Linked DNA regions of Sus scrofa: region 2 is linked to region 1. Evidence: chromatin contacts called from public Hi-C data. All regions are on one chromosome and are shown on one strand. Each heading gives the region's core, a stretch centred on a gene start, on an enhancer-like site or on the middle of the called end of the contact. The rest is flanking DNA. Distances are from core to core; before and after follow the strand shown.

Region 1 (2,700 bases), core at 105-2,604:
CCAGGATGCAGGTTCAGTCTCTAGCCCTGCACAGTGGGTTAAAGGATCTGATGTTGCCCCAGCTGCAGCTCTGATCTGATCCATGGCCCAGGAACTCCATAGGTCATGGGTTGGGAAAGAAAGACAGAAAGGAAAAAAAAGGAAGGGAGGGAGGGAGGAAAGGAAAGGAAAGGAAGAGAGACATGAAAGAGAGATGAAAGAGAAAGAAAGAAAGAAAGAAAGGCATCAAAGACATGAAAGGAAGGCATGAAAGAAACCGAGAATATTTAACCTGAAAGAGAGGAACAGTGGAAATTTCAAAGAACTGGTCCTGTGTTGCCCAAGAGGTCAGAATTAGGACCAGAAGTACAATTGTCAGAAGACAAATGGATTGAACAGCAGGAATAATTTTAATAACCACTTACTGAAAAGTGACCACCTCTGAAAATAATGCTTCCTGGAGACATTCAAGCCAAATAAGGAATTGGAGAGGAGTTTGTGTGTGTTGGGGGCTGGGTGTTGGATGGTGTATATTGGGGGGGGCAAGGGAAGGAGAGTTGCAGCACTGAATGGGCAGATGATTTCCACATTCCCTTCTGGAACAATTCATTTCTCAAGTGTCTGCTGGGTTTCCACTGTGTCCCACATAGGAACCATATTTTCCAAATAAGAAGCTGGTCTGACACTTATGAGAATGCTGACGGAGAGAACTGGGTATCTCATGAGTGTTAGTTATTGATTGACTTCTCAGGAACCACTTGCTTCCTCGAGATTCCATTGCACGGTTCCCAGTGTCCCCTCCCTTCCCACAGAACCTGCCTGTTTCAATCCAGGCTCTCAGGGCCAGTGAGCACGGCCATCTGGGTTATTCAGAGCAAAAATGAGCAGCCTTTTTTCCAGATACACTGGAGCCCAGGCTTAATCTCTGTTGCATGTGACATCCATGTGTCTGAAAGGCAGCTGGGAAGTAACAGAAAGGTAGCAGGGGACGTGGTCCCCTATTCAGCATCTCCTGAAACTTTTGCCCTCACTAGTCTTATCTGGAAAACAGGAGAGGACGGCAGGCATCTTCCTCACAGAGTTGCTGTGAGCATGTAAGGTGCTTTGCACAGGGTTCTGCCCTTGGTAAGTATTCAACAGATTTAGTGCCTCAGCCTCAGCTCTGCCACTGATTTCATGTCCCTTTTCCAGACCTTGGTTTTCTTCTCCTGTAAAGCAAAGACAGATGGGATTGGAACAAGTCCTGTGATTTCCAGCTCTGAACCTTCTGGTGCCCAAAACAGAATGACTGCCACATTTTCCCCGCCTCCACCCGGAGGCCATCTCTGCCAGGAGGTGGCACCACTCATTCAGGTTTGCAGCAGAGGTGTGGCCAGCCATTTGTTCACCTCCCCTCTGCTTTGCAGAGGAGCCTGAAAGCTGGCCCGCCCAGCAGCTAGCTGCCTCTGAACTGACTGGGAAAATTGTGGTGCTCATGTTTTCCTGAGAGTGATGGGGCGGGGAGTGGGGGGAGGATTTTCCACTTCCCTGCTTGCTTCCAGGGCATCAAAATCATGTTCTTACAGACAGTCCTCCATATTTATGAAAAGGATAGGGAGTGAAATCCAACCGGGTCAGCTTCCCCACTGTTTTCTGTCCCTTTGCTCCAAAGCAAAACTGCAGATACCAGGGAGACTGTGCTGTCAAATTGCACCCGCAGGCAGCCATTTGCATGCCATTCAGGGGGCAAAAATGGCCACTGACACTGGCAATTGCCTCCTTGACACGTCATCGGAGATCACAGATAGAATTTTGCAGCCTCAGATCCCTGGCAGAGGCTAGGCTGGAGAGGCCCAGAAAGTGCTGTTTCCTAGTCATCTTGGGTTACTCTGAGCAGGATCAGCATTGTGGAGACTGAGCAGGACAGAACAACGAAAGGCCAGTAGGACCAAAGTCTTAATTTTACACAAGGCTGGTCCTGGTTATGTTCAGGTGAATCAGAGATAAAAATGCCCTCTCTTCCACTTTTTGATTTTTCTCAAGAGTTAAAGAAACAGAAGAGGGAGGGAAGAAGGAAATGGAAGGATGGAAGAGGAGGAGGAGAGAAAAAGTTAGATGAATTATCTGAAATAGTTAATGTTCCAATAGATTATCCTGGCTTTTCCCTCTTAAGTACATAAATTTAAGCTTTTAGAAAGCAGAAGAGGAGTTCCTGTTGTGGCGCAGTGGAAATGAATCTGACTAGGAACCGTGAGGTGATGGGTTCGATCCCTGGCCTTGCTCAGTGGGTTAAGGATTTGGCATTGCCGTAGCTGTCGTGTAGTTCACAGACACAGCTCAGATCTGGTGTTGCTGTGGTTGTGGTATAGGCTGCCAACAACTGCTCCAATTGGACCCCTAGCCTGGGAACCTCCATATGCCCGGAGTTCGGCTCTGGAAAAAAAAAAAAAGAGGCAGAAGATATAAATGTATTATCTGTTCTTCATGTGAGCCCTATACCTCCTTTACATGGGTAAGCACTAAACATGTATTTGATCTGCAGTCTGGAAAGTTAATGGGCTAAATCAAATTATCGTGTAGACTGGTTTTGACTTTTCAAATGTTAGGTTGTCAAAACTTTCTTCTCTGGGGTACCAGCTTCAGCTGAACATTTAGGATGCCTCCATTTTGAAGAGGAAAAAATTACTTGCAGACCCTATGCAAGATTTTTTTTTAAATCATTCAAAAAAAAAAAAAGACATG
Region 2 (2,700 bases), core at 28-2,527, 170 kb after region 1:
TTTGCTCTGCACTCTTCAGAAGTGGCAATTGACTTTTTAGGTTTTTTGTATCCTCTTGCCCATAATTTGCTCCAACTGCCCCATATAATTTTTAGTCCCTTAGAGTTTCGTTTGTATGTTGTTGCTCAAAGAGATGTTTGTACAGGTGCAAGCATTGCAGCCACTGCAACAAATAGTCCCAGGTTCCCTCCTGTTGCACAACCTTGAATCTCACCCTTTGCTTTTATATTTTAACTGAACATTCCTTTTGTAACACACATCTCATATTTTAATATAAATTCAGTTGATATTTACTGAGAATTATTTGTATAAAGTATTATGCTAGCCACCTTCAGCAGTTAAAATGTGAAAAATTGTTCTGTTTTCCAGAAAGGGAAGAAGGGGAGATCAGGAGTAAGGAAGAAGACTTACTTTCATTGAGCATATATATGTGTGTGTCAGACACTTGCCCATGATAGTTTATTTAATCCTTGTAATAATTATATTGTTACTGACCAGGGTTCTTGGACTCTTTAATCAATAGAAATTGATAAGAGGCCAGCCAAATTCAGGCAAGGCTTTATTAAGACTCAGCACAAGGGAGTGAAAACAAGTAACAGGCTCCCTTGCTCACTCCCTAAGAGGGGCAAGCTGCTCTCTTAAATAGGGTCAGGGTAGGGATGGGTCCTGGCATGGGGCTGAAGGGCTGGCTTAGGCGATCCGCCTTCCCTCAGGGGTGCTGTGTGCAGGGCGCATGCATAGTGCCTTGCTTTTCCTCCCAAGCCTCCAAAGTGGCAGTTGAGTTTTTGGGTTTTTTTTTTTTTTTTTTTTTTTATCTTTTAGTTCATAATTTGCCCCAGACTGTGCATGCACACAGTTATTTTTAGTCCCTTATAGTTTTCTTTTTTGTGTGTGTGTGTGTGTGTTTTGTTGCTCAAGGAGGTGAGACTTCTGTCAAGGTACAAGCACTGCAGCAGAGTGTCCCAGGTCCCAGCCTGTTTCAATAAGAGTTGGGAATTATTGCTCTCATAAGGAAAGTAAAGTTCTGTGACATGCCCCAAGTTGCAAATTACTTAGTTGGTAACATGCCAGGATTTGATCAGCATTGATCCAAGGCTGAGCTTATTACACTGTCTGGTCTGTGAAACTTCTAGTCTGCTAAAGATTCAGACACATGTAAAAGGCTAGAGACCAAAATAATCATACCAGCAGGAATTGAGACAGTTTGCTGGAAGAATATGGGGACAGTCAGATGGCTTTAATATTTGGAAGCTCCTTTAACTGTGCTCAGAGAAGAACCGGAATGTTACAGTTTCCTTTTTTGTCTGAAGGAAGACTGGGAGACAAGGGAGCAGGCATACCCACATACTCATCAGCTTGTAATATTTAAATTAAGTGCAAGAATTTTAATTTCAGGTAGTGATTGATTTTGCCAAGTGCTTTCTAAAATGAAATGTACTCTGTGATAAAATGGAAACTCTGTTTATTTATATGTCTATTTGTGAAGAAATTGAAATATCCTTCCTTCTAGCTAATTGTAACATGTTGCAATACATTGTTGCTTTTGTAACAGTGGAAAGACTCTTTCTGATTCTAAATAGGGGTCAGTTGTTTATTTAACAGTTGTGTACTCAAGTAGCTCACACCCTCTCCAGGCCAAGTTGAAACCAGAGCTCAAGAAAACAAACTGGGTTCAGCTGCTTGTGCTGCCACTGGGTTGGGCTACCTCCCACCATGTGACCTGCAGAGGTGGCCTCTGAATCATGACCTCAGCTCTAAGATCAAACTTGCATGATGAAATACACTGTAGCAAGTGCACTAGAGTAGCCAGCTCTGACCTGGAGGTGACTGCTGAAATCTCTTGTAAGCTTCTGAAGCTATTCTAAGGCTGCCCTGCCTCTGGAAAAAATGAGAAGCAGCACCTTAGGGAAACTAAGTTTTCCTGTGAAAATCCATCCACAAACGCAGCGCAGGAACTATTTCCTGACAGAATTTCTATTACACCTTCTTTCTTAATATTAGGACTAATTCCTAGGGTGGGAATCCCTTTTGTAGGAAAAATACTTTTGTGCTGTGGTAGAACAAGAGTGGAAAGACACCTCCACCCCACCCCCGACAAGAAATAGCAGTGCCCAAGTAAAACTCCTTCATAGCAGTAATGCCATCAGAGAAGGGACCTTTCAGTACAAAATATATGTAAGTGTAAGTGATTATTTTTGGAGAGAAGTAGATGCTAGTCGGGCTGCTGTGATAATTTTGATGCTAATCTGAGGTCTAGAGCTTCAGCACTTAGGTTTCTACGTACTTTTAGTATTTTCTTGCCTATTAACATTCAAGAAATCTTAAATAATGATTAGGAGAATAAAAAATATATTAATACTTGCAAAAATAATTGTGCTGTTTCTAATTTAAGAAATAAGAACAAAATCATCTATCAGAACAATTACCATAAATGGTTTAAACATTTCTGAGAGGAAAAAAAAGACTCTACATTAGATTTTTAAAGTCTAATTGTAATTGTTGAATCTGAAATCATTGTGTTATTTTCTCTGTACTTATATTTGAAATATCCCATAAGAAAGTGTTTTTAATGCTTTGTTTCCATACCTACATAAACAGTAAAACATTGTATATATATGCTTATATCTTTGATAAAAAAATATGTATATGCTTACTTATAAAAATAAAAAAAAATACATGCTTCTTTTATAAGATCATTAT

Evidence for each region. Hi-C and Micro-C count contacts between places; a contact is called where the count stands out from the background.
Region 2: a Hi-C map of skeletal muscle shows a contact between it and region 1, with 4 times the contacts expected there. The contact joins two enhancer-like sites. A contact is called at or near these places in 2 of 47 Hi-C or Micro-C datasets (both in skeletal muscle) and 1 of 2 datasets of contacts at active chromatin or transcription factors (skeletal muscle).

What each region holds. Positions count from the first base shown.
Region 1 is chr1:116,085,822-116,088,521 of Sscrofa11.1, forward strand. No RefSeq gene overlaps it. Among named protein-coding and RNA genes, the nearest start is that of PRTG, 45 kb to the right of the region's middle. Within about 2 kb of position 1,355, at least 8 of the 83 cell types and tissues checked have an H3K27ac peak or open chromatin away from gene starts, as enhancers often do. A contact at or near this core is called in skeletal muscle, where this site is marked.
Region 2 is chr1:116,258,259-116,260,958 of Sscrofa11.1, forward strand. All of the region lies in intron 14 of PRTG (protogenin), which reads left to right. Among named protein-coding and RNA genes, the nearest start is that of PYGO1, 34 kb to the right of the region's middle. Within about 2 kb of position 1,278, at least 11 of the 83 cell types and tissues checked have an H3K27ac peak or open chromatin away from gene starts, as enhancers often do. A contact at or near this core is called in skeletal muscle, where this site is marked.